Regions from separate parts of the Zea mays genome. Here region 1 is linked to region 2. A link is a contact called in public Hi-C data. All regions are on one chromosome and are shown on one strand. Each heading gives the region's core, a stretch centred on a gene start, on an enhancer-like site or on the middle of the called end of the contact. The rest is flanking DNA. Distances are from core to core; before and after follow the strand shown. Region 1 holds the start of LOC103652830 (non-lysosomal glucosylceramidase). Region 2 overlaps LOC100193271.

Region 1 (5,960 bases), core at 2,447-4,946, 170 kb before region 2:
AAGCCCTAGGGTAAAGGGCATGGTAAGTAGATTGTTGTCCACTCATATTCCAGTCCCAGGATCCAATTCCTGAAATGTCACTTCCTCTGCATTTAAAAAGCTCTAAGGAATTTTTCAAGCACTAAAAAATCAAAACTATTTCCTGTATATAGGAAACTCATGAAGTAAACATCAAGTGTGCTTACTTCGGCAAATCTGGTTTCCCAGGATGCAACACTGTGGAATATTTTTTACCATCTTGGCGGGAAATGAAGGCCTAAATGGACAACACTTAAATATCAAACAAACAGTAAACATTGTAGTTAAAATTCTTATCGCAGTTCTCATCAGCTAATGCATGTGTTAATCCAGCAGATAAGAGCTTGAGAAGCATCACAATACACCATAGTTCATTAATTAAAGTACTGTCTTTCAATTTCTTATACACTCGAAGTCTGACAAGGGTGCATCAGCACCTCAGGACATTAAGCCAGTACAAGTGAGATTGCATTAGAAAAGAGTATCTCAAATTCCAAGAATCGTCAGACACAAAAGAAAATTATCAGCCAGAAATAAATAATGGAGAAAACTAGAAACTTACAGAAAATTGATTTGCCAATACAGCATTATCTTCACAAGATCCTGGAAACAATTGCCAACGTTGGAAATCGCCTTTGTAGCTTCTTCCAATACTTCCTGCACTACATTTCCAACAATCAGGAAAATACATAAATATGGCAACAAGCTTCATCGAACAAGAGGAAAACATTTTTAGTGTGTGCACTACTTGAAACTGTTATTTATATCAACCTTCTGCCCAGTAGGGCACACACTCCTGCATATTTCAGTGTGGTGATACCCCTGGCACAGTGGCACCACTACCGAAAGGGGAAATAATAAAACAGATGGCTGAGTTGCTGAGAGCAACCTTGATTTACCAATGTAGTGTTTAATATGGCAGGTGAGAATTAATGTAGGTAGCTTCATTTAAAAACAATAAAGTAAATATAATATGCTTATTCTTTCTTCATGACACTTGAACTACCAAATGATATGCAGACATGTTTAGCAACAAAGTGATGCATAGGGAATTCGCAAGCTCTTTACAGTATCAAGCAGTAAGAGCACGGTAAATCTGGTGAACATAAGTTTCCTGGTAGACCTTTTAACATAAAAGTTTGATGAATATACACTCAATATTTACAGGAAACACATATTACGCAAAGAGAAGAAGATATACCCAATACCACCAAGTGGGACACCCTGACCAGATCTTGCAGCCCGCTTTTTCATAGGATCAATAACAGCAATCTGTAGAAAACTAACGAAGCTAGAACTTACATGGTATCCAAGTGAAAACTGAAGCATGTGGAACATTCAATTTTCCACATAATAATTTGTTATTATCCATGAGCATGTGAAAATAATGAAACATACTCGCCCTTTTGAAGTTTCCTCAAGGATATGTCGACTAAGACGTAAACCAATACCAGCCTGCAATGGTAAGATGAAGATTAAGTATGTGTGTGTAGGTGTGTTGTGGTGAGTGGGGGAAGGGGAGGGGGGCAGTGGAATAGGCTAGGCTATGCAGTGTAAAAGAAGTACCAGCTGCATTATCTCTCTCCATGTAAGTCTGAATGGCGGCAAATCATGTCTAACATGGGTTAGCTTATGTTCCCAGGTCAACACTGGGAGTTGGCCAGGATAAACCTTTTCCTGTCATCAAAGAATACCGCATTTGAACCCAAAATACAATGGGAGATCTTAATAAGTCAGGAATACAAATGAATAGTACTCGACCTACAGGGTTAAGACAACCCTCGAGTATTGTATTGAGAAGAAGACATTTTCACACAGGTCGAGAAACCCCCGAACCCCTATCCCACTCATACACAGCGGCACCATAGCCAATGTGATGGCCGGGGCCAGGCCTTAGACCTGTGCTTTGGAGTGAGACAGATGAGGGGATTTTTTTAACCCTGGCCTGAAATTCACTCCCACGGGGAGTCGAACTCAAGACTGAGGAGTGCTACTCAAACCACCTAACCAACTCAGCTAGAGACCCTTTCGCCAGATGAATAGTACTCATATTCTTTTTCCAGATTGTTGATAGAACCATTCAAATTATAAGTTAATAGAGCTAACTGGAATCATGGTAATAAAGATATGGGCAAAATTATTATTCATAATTATATGCACAGATTGATCATACATCAACACATAAAATTAAGTGTTTTATACTTACATAAATAAAAATTGGATTGTTAATGGCAAGCACAATTGTGATGTGACTGATTAAATTATTCAGTTTTCATAAAGTCAACATCATATAATGTAGCAGGAGCTTTTATATGAATATAAGAAGGAATAGCTCACTTCATCACCATTCATATGTGCAGGTGGACGATTCCGAGACACACCCTTTGGTTGCTCATCAACATAAGTCTCTGGCATGTTTCTTATTTCTTTGGACTACCCCTGCAAACAAGTGAACATTCACTCAAGCAATTATTTGTTAAATTCATCTGACCATAAACATCAACAAAAGAATTTTACAAACTACAGGATATTTAATGTGACAGAGCGTGAAGACATTTCAAATCACACAGAAAGGCAAATTAAGGATATCTGATCAGGAAATACATCAGAATTCAGAAATGTGTCCAAAATAGAAACAAAAAAAAAGATGATGCTTTAATACCGCTGATAGATATATTGCATGTAGAAGCAACAACAGTGAGACACAATGTCAGGAAGGTATACCAAGGTCAAATAAATAATTGCTCAAACATTGATCAAGGTCTAAGAACCAATCTGGCGAATTGATATCTCAAAGGGAAAGGATTCACTAAGTCTAGTTTGCTTTAAATCAGAGAAATATCACTGAGGTGTTGTAAGCCTGTAACTGCAGATGAGTAAAGATAGGCAAAGAAACCATTTGGTTGAAGCATATGGAATCAAGTTTGTGTCAATTTTACGTTACAATAACACATAACCCAAATTTATTTCAGACAGATCATAAGGTGTATGAAGCAATGTTGTATAAAGATGATACGCAGTGTTGATTGAAACAAATTCAACACATGGAATCAAACGGAATGTTGAATAAATAAACATGTCACAAAAGTCATAAGTCGCTAGAGGTGAATCGTACTAGAATAGAAGGAAAAATTATATTGCTTGCCCAAGTGAACCTTCAGTGTTGACTGTTAGCTGAAGGACAAATCAGGTCTTCCTCCTAAATACCTGGCCTGTCGGGAAGATATTGCATAGCAAAATAAAATAAGCAATCCATCCCCGACTCTCCAACCAAATTCCAAGAGCCAGCCAAAAACATAAAATAGAGGAGGAAGGAAGGCGCGATCCCGTGGGACGCCACCGCGAGAACAGTACCGAAAATCCTGCAACGAGCACCGAGAAGGGGGCACCGGGCTCTCGAGCTAAGATCCGGAATCGATCGGCGTCCTATTGCGGGGCGAGAACCTGGCCTCCTCCTGTCCTGAATTCCCCTCCCCTAGAAGGGATCGATCGATCGGACACTGCGGCGCGGAAGACGTGGCTGTTGCCTGTGGGAGCAGACAGCGTGACAGGAGCGATTCGTCTTCTAGGGCCCACGACAGTGGACGCACTGCGCACGTGTAAGGTGGAAGGGACTTTACTTTAGCAAAATACCGACTGTTTTTTACCGTATGTCTGATGGGACGGGGACAGTGATCTGATCTAGTTTTGCGGTATGAGATAATTGTGTGTCATGTTTCATTTACATGTATGTTTCATGATTGTACATATGTGATGTTCATAGGTAGAATTAGAAAGTGTGGTCTCTATCTACAGTTGGTCTGATGAGGGCATGCATAACCTATAGATCTAGTTTTGGTTTCCAATAAAATAATAACGGAGCGGCTCCTGGATCTCTATATAGAAATTTACCATAAATAGTTGGAATGTTCACGCTCCACAAAAACGACCGGATGTGAGCGCTCTCTCAGACGCGAGCACTCTACCCTGCTCCTCCTCTCTACACTCATACAGCTATCAACCAAACAAAAAATGAAGCGGCTCTGTTCTATTATACTCTTCAATCAAACAAAAAATGGAGCGGCTCTGTTTTTCTTGCCAAACGTAGAATAGAGCGGCTCCATTCTCAATTACTAGAATGGAACCACTTCATTCTATTTGACTATTCAATCAAACACACCTAAGAGACAAGTAAAAGGTTGTATGATAAAACTCTGAGACTCTAGATTATAAATGCAGTTAAGAGACAATAAATGCACTTAAGCATAACATCACTAGGAGTTCAATGATAAAGTTCATCAGCAATGATAACATACTTAAAAGTTGTCCGTCGAATACTCCTTTTTGTTCTAACATTAGGATCTTGTAAATATGTGATCAGGGGTATCCTCTATCAAGAGCATCAGCCCTACTATTAGTAGAATTAGTTAAAACCATCGCAGCAACGTCTTTGTTCGATTGACGGTCCAGTGACTTTCCCAGACAATCCAGCTCATACACTGCAAATGGTTCGACGACCTCATCATACTGTCTGGCACATGTAGCCTTGACATGCTCACAACCTTGACTATCGAATCTTCAAAAATATGAAGCTTTTGTCTCTTTATCTGATACCCCCAAAGCTTCTTGTGCCAAATTATTAGCTCTAAAATTTTCAATCCTAAATGCATGATGAATGTCTAAGTCATCAAATGAACAAATTATGTCCCTATATTTTTCAAGATAACTATTAAGTACTATGTAAATATTAATATTCTCTCAAAACCTATTGGACTACTAATTGAGAATCATTAAAAACTTTCACATGTCTTACCCCCATATATTTTAATAGTTCCAAACTGAATATCAACACTTCATATTCAGCTTCACTATTAGTGCGATGAAACTCCAATCGACTAGAGAAATCAAAGGTGGTATCTCTTAGCGAAATAAGTATTATGCCAATACCTTGTCCTTTTTTGCAAGTCGATCCATCAAAATATTGTCCCGGGGCTAATAGTATTATAGAACATATCTAGCTCACAAGAATCAGTAATCTGATGTTCTATAATAAAATTAGCTACAACCTAGCCTTTCACATATTTTAAAGATTCATAAACCAAATCATATTCTATAAGTGTATAAGCTCATTTACCAATTCTACCATATTTTAAAGACTCATAAACCAAGTCATATTCTATAAGTGTATAAGCTCATTTACCAATTCTACCACTCATAGTTGGATTTTGCAACATGCATTTAATCACATCTGTAGAAGCAACAATACAAGAGCTAGACGAAGATAATACCTAAGCTTGGTACATGCATAAAACAAGCATAATTATAATTTCTCAAAAAATGTATACCTTATTTCAGCATCCACCAGCTAATGACTCAGATATGCTATGATGTGCTCCTTCCCTTCGGTCTCCTGAGTCAAACCAGCTCCAATGACCTTGTCTTCTGCTGCTATATATAACCTGAAAGAAAATCTACATTTTAGTGTCTTAAGCACCAGAACCGAAGACAAGTACTCCTTTATTATGTTAAATGTGTGTTGCTATACTGCCCCTCAAGTGAAATCGATATTGTTCATAAGCCGAAGGACAGGAGTAAAAGTGTTAAGCTTTCTAGCAATGTTAGAAATAATCCTTCATAAATAATTTACTCTATAGAGAAATTTATGTGTCTCAAGCTTATAAGTAGTGATACTGAGAGCACCTAGAGGGGGGTGAATAGGTGATCCTGTAAAAATCAAATACTTAAAGCCACAAAACTTGGTTAAGTGTTAGTATAGCTAAGAAGCGAGCTCTTGTTAACCCAAGATATCACAGAAAAGCAATCACAAGAGACATGGTGGTTTATCCCGTGGTTCGGCCAAGTATAACACTTGCCTACTCCACGTTGTGGCGTCCCAATGGACGAGGGTTGCACTCAACCCCTTTCAAGTGATCCAATGATCAACTTGAATACCACGGGTTTTT
Region 2 (5,307 bases), core at 1,248-3,747:
TTGTTACAACGATATAATCAGCCCTAAGGGGCTCAAGTCTCACCCGCCCCACTACTACATCCGTCACTGGGCATGTATGCTCAACTGAACTATCCCTAGCTCTCTCTCATCAACCATCTATGCAGAGATGGGGAATCTTGCATGTCATCGTTCTTGACTTCCAACAAAACCATTGAAGCCACGATTTTGGCCATGTGCCACGCAATAGGATCGATGGTTTACTAAAGATTGCACGGCGTATATCAAGGTCCATCTATTCGATGATCCAGAACCGTACAGTTCATCACGATTGAATAAAAAAATGAGAATGCCTGAACGGCTATGCATTGGCTTTTGGAGGCAAGCACATGCATTTTGCTCAACTTAGTTTAGCTATTGCTCCTTGGTTTATTTACTTGCTTAAGATCGAAAGTAATTGTCCATGAAAAGGTAGCCAAATCCTTGGGCCAAAGGGAATCATGACATTAATCTGTTTACCTTTTTAGGCTGCTTGTATCCAAAGTGCATTTAGGGCTAGTTTGAGAGTCCAAAAACCAGAGAGGATTAGAGAGACTAAAATCCTTTTTTATTCAAAATTGAATAAGGAGAGAATTTTAGCCTCTCCAATTCCCTCAGGTTTTGTGGCTCCAAACTAGCCCTTAGTGATTAATACTCCTTGGGACAAGATTTGACCAATAACCATTCTAATAATACATCATCTTGTGTAAAACAAAAATGGTATTATCAGATTAGTATTCGAAATAATTATTTACTATGGTTATGATTTTGTATCAAATAAATAAAATATTAATAGCGTAACTGTTTGTCAAAACGTTGTCCTGAAAAACAAATTGCCCTGTAAAAAATATGGAGTGAGTATTGGAGGGGTGGTTGGCAGTAGGAAGCAATAATATTATTACTTTCCGAAACAAAAACAAATTCCTATTGTTCCAAAATATTCGCTGGAACAAGCAATACAGTTGATTAAGCCGCTGATTAAAGTGCCAAGATCGACCAAATCAAGCTAGCATTTGGTAGCCACTGGAAGTGTTTTATGCCGTCAACTAGCAAACTGATGCATTGCACCAGGCCTTTATAGTCTTTGACAGATTAAGCATGGCAGCGATTAGTTTAGGTCATGTTCTGGTGTGCCCCTGTGCTTGCCGCTCTCAACTGATAATCAAGGGGCGCTGATGGGCGGTTACGCGTGCTTTGGCATTTTGCAGGGAACACAAAGCACATCTGTTCTGACAAACTTTGTTGCTGCCAAGGCCCAAAAAAATAAGGAGGAAGCAATGCAGAAAATCAGTTACCGTGATATTATATTTTTTTCTCACAGAAATTTCATCATCGAGGGTGAGCAGCAGTGGAATAGCTTTTTAGAGCATCTCCAACTGTTATGTAAAAAGGTTCTTAAATCTCAGTTTAAGAAGTTATTAGAAAAAAACACGTCTCCAATGATACTCTAAACGATGTTGCTAAATTTAAGAAATTGCTATTTTATCCTTTTTTGTCCTCACATTTGGCAACCCGTGAGGGACTCCTAAAAACACTTTCATGCGAAATTAGTGTTATATGTGTTCTGTTTTTATTCTCTTTTATTTTTTATTAATAAACTTGGGGCTACTACGGGAAAAGAATTTTGTTGCAAGTTACACTTTTTTATTTCTACGTGGAAAAGATATTTGCGTTTGTTTTGTACACATAATTTTAGAATCATTGCAAAAACAATATCATGTCTGATGAGAAGAACATAAAACGTTTTAAAACATGAGAGCGAGAGGAGTTTCTAGCTGACATACTTTGAAATATTAATTTGGTAGCTAAAATAGAGAACCATTAGAGAACATATATTTTTTAAACCCTACTATCATTTAGCAACTCTCCACATCTGTTTTTAGAGAGTTTTTTTTTTACAAAACTACTGGAGATGCTCTTAGCGTATTATCGTCTTCAAAATGGTTGGCGCAACCATAAGCAGCACAGCAGGAATATTACCATGCTGCGAAGCGGAGCACAGGGAAATGGGATTCTTCCCTGCTTGCCTCCCGGTGCCGGCGTGCAGCCACGACGTATGTCCGCGGATTGGACGGCAACTCGGTCAGCCGCATGGACCCTGTGCCTCCCATGTGAGTGACAGCAACTGTGACGCTTCTCTACTCCAAGCATGGCGAAATAGGCTCCGTGATTGCTTCACTTCATGTGCCCGGGCTGCTGCGTACTGCCTGTTGATTCATGGACGACCAAGGACCCAAAGTAGTGATGCAAACGGATCAAATATTGTTTATATTTGTTTGCCATTCGAATCATGTTCAAATTTGGATAGTGTCAACTATATCGGATAGGATACAACTGGATATCGATATCATAAATATACGATAGCAATTTGAGTATTCAGATAAGTTGAATATCCAAACTCTAGAGAACTCGTCCTGTTTGGCAGGCCAGGATTGAAGCAAGCCAGGAACCAAACCAGCCCAGGATTGAGTGGATCATAAGCTGTCACTCATTCCTGGTCGGCAGCCAACTTCCAGCACAGGAATCAATCCGAATGGTTGCTCACCTGGGTTCATTTTGGGCTAAGGATTTGAGGCAGAGGAGTTAAAAACAGGCGGCTTTGTGGCCCAAGACAAACGAACAGCTCCAGCAAACTATATCAGACTAAACCAAACCAGGCTGATTGGTTCCACCCAGAAAGAGGCCCAGAACGGGCTGTTCAGGCGAAAACAAACTAGGCCTAATTGGATTTGATATCGAATATCATCGGAAAATATCCATACCATTTACACCCAACCCTGGACCAAGGCCACCACATCTTTTCAACTCTTGGACGCTGGAAAAACAAAAGCAGAGCCATGAATGTACACAATGGAAGTTTCTATTTATAGAATCCAGCAGCCAACAGATCGCAGAGCGCTCTTCATTCTACAGATTTCAGGAGCCTGAACAACCCCACTGCCTCCCTTATTCGCGAGAAGGCGATGCAAAATGCTTGCACCTCGATGAAGAGATCTTGCACTGCACACAACCAAAAATGTCATCCTTCACACTGGAATTTCAGTCTTAGTCAATAACAGAATAAGTAATAACATTGATGACCACAATTCAAACTCTAAATCAACAGACCCTCAAATGAAGAAAAAAAATCAATATGTGTGAAATAGAATTATTCTATGAACAGTGAAAGAAACCAATATTTCTCCCTCAAAGCAAGTTCAGATAATCTGAAGTCCCAAGCTCAGAGCCCAAAAGACTGTTTTTTCCATCTTTTTTGTGAACAGATTTTGCTACACCCAAACATCAAAAGGTGACAGAAAAAAATAATCACTTAAAATTTCAGTCGGTTTTGGGGTGAGGGATTCCTAACCATGCTTCTATGATTCTTCCAACTGGGTTGCAGAAGGGAACTTATTTCGGTGTCATGCAATTCACACAGTTTTTTTCACATACAATAAGTACACCAGTTTATATTCCATTTGAAACCTTCCTATGGAAGAGCCAAAACTTTCAAAACCTCGGGTAAGTGACAACTACAACGAGGCACCTCCCTACTAATGACTATGCCACATAAACAGATAAATGAACAATTAATCATGTTGAACTGGAACACAAATTTTCAGCAACCATCGAGTTTACAACAGATACATAATGAGGAAGGACCATCAAAGTAAAAACTCAACGGATGTGCATGAAAGCTTGTTATTTTTCCTAGCAGATAAAGTATGATGATTTGTGAAGTGTTAATTATACTACTTTAGATTAGATCGATAATAAAAGTATAAAACTGAGTAGCTTACAAAGAAACGCAAGTTCTAATATTGTACAACTACAGACATCTCTAATGATTTGGACATGTTCGTGGCATAATAATAGAGAAACTGCACTAACAGTGCAGTATGAGAATTGCACATTGATACACTCACCATCTATTATCTTGTTCCGAATGAGGCTCTGTAGAAAGACACATACTAGTCTCACTAGTCTATTTTGCATATACTTGTCCTGCAAACAATGTTAGTTAAGAAGGTTTATCAACACTTAAACAAAGTGCCATGTGTATCATTTTACACACTTAAATATTCAGTTTTCATTCAAATATTCAACAGAAACAAAAGTGGGCCCTCATTTTAGCATGTATAGGAAGCAAGCAGGAAATAGGAAATAGAAATACTCCATCATCGTACATCAGGAGTAAATAGATGGCTGTACTCAATAGACATTTAAACTTGAAGTTCAAATATTATAGTGAGCATCAGTAACTCAGAATTATACATCCCAAAAAAGTTTCATGTGGATTTGGCCCCTGAAGCAAAAATTGATGCCATGATTCCACCTGGAGATGGTTGCATTTTGTATTGAAGAATGGATGTTAAGCTATCTTCAGTGGATATGGTAAAATAGGGGGCGCGAAACTGTAGATTACACTGTTTGAAGAGTGAAGTTTGAAATAGAGAATGAGATAAGGGATGGGATAGAGAATCTCCTGGTGATGGCCTTAGGTCCATATATTATGCAATACTTTTGATTTATATATAAATGAACGTCATGTTCCTGGGATAATCAGAATTTGATTGAACACAATTCGTGCTCAAACCCAACAGAAAACATTTTAGCAACCCAGAACTGATGCTGGAATCATGTTACCATGACTACCGAAAGATGTTGATCTACCAAAAAAGATGGAAAGCATGGTTAAGAACCAAACCTTAATGTCTTCACATGATCGAATGCAGTTTGAGATATAGTCGTGAACAAATCCTGGTGGTAAAACTACTGCAGTAGTGAGCCTGTTTACTACTTCCATTGAATGCAAGCTCATATCCATATGGACAATAGCATCAAAGTATCTGTTGAACAATAAGGCAAGTGTGAAATCTGGCATGCAGAAAAAAGCACAATAATTACAAGGATAAAGATAAAACAGATGAAAAGGCTAGTATGTGTACGCATCCACGTCCGGAGAGTTGATTAGCTTTGAAAGAACATCGACAGCTATAAGTGGATTATGTTCAACAAGGTCCTAAAGACATAAAATGGTCAGACAGTCAAACCAATAGCAAAGCAAGCAACCTATTCAACATCTTGCACATACAGGGAGCTTCTGTGGTGTCATTCCACAATGATTAAGTAGCTTCCCATCCTTCCTCAGATATTCGATAATTTTCTGCAAGAAGTAACAAATTCATTTGACATGTAATATGATCAAAATTTCAAAATTACATTGGAATTTTCTTTGTGTGCCTTCATCCATCCAGACTTCAATGGGCATAGGGTTCTTTTTGCGGTTTTGAGCGTTTGGCAACTATGTGGTGTTGCAGTTTGAATTGA

The links. A called contact is a pair of places that touch in the nucleus more often than the background predicts.
Region 1: a contact with region 2 is called in a Hi-C map of ear, with 2.6 times the contacts expected there. The contact joins the promoter of LOC103652830 here to the enhancer-like site in region 2. A contact is called at or near these places in 5 of 25 Hi-C or Micro-C datasets (ear, leaf and tassel).

Annotation. Positions count from the first base shown.
Region 1 is chr4:11,826,977-11,832,936 of Zm-B73-REFERENCE-NAM-5.0, reverse strand. LOC103652830 (non-lysosomal glucosylceramidase) reads right to left here and starts at 3,696. Exons shown (of 20, transcript XM_008679807.4): 1 at 3,373-3,696; 2 at 2,356-2,457; 3 at 1,585-1,695; 4 at 1,417-1,473; 5 at 1,220-1,290; 6 at 581-680; 7 at 186-256; 8 at 1-86. The coding sequence starts at 2,433.
Region 2 is chr4:11,659,936-11,665,242 of Zm-B73-REFERENCE-NAM-5.0, reverse strand. It overlaps LOC100193271, which reads right to left. Exons shown (of 11, transcript NM_001138418.1): 7 at 5,072-5,143; 8 at 4,926-4,999; 9 at 4,685-4,826; 10 at 3,903-3,981; 11 at 2,699-2,997. The coding sequence ends at 2,900. Among protein-coding and RNA genes, the nearest start is that of LOC100193271, 28 kb to the right of the region's middle. Within about 2 kb of position 2,497, at least 8 of the 20 cell types and tissues checked have an H3K27ac peak or open chromatin away from gene starts, as enhancers often do. A contact at or near this core is called in ear and tassel, where this site is marked.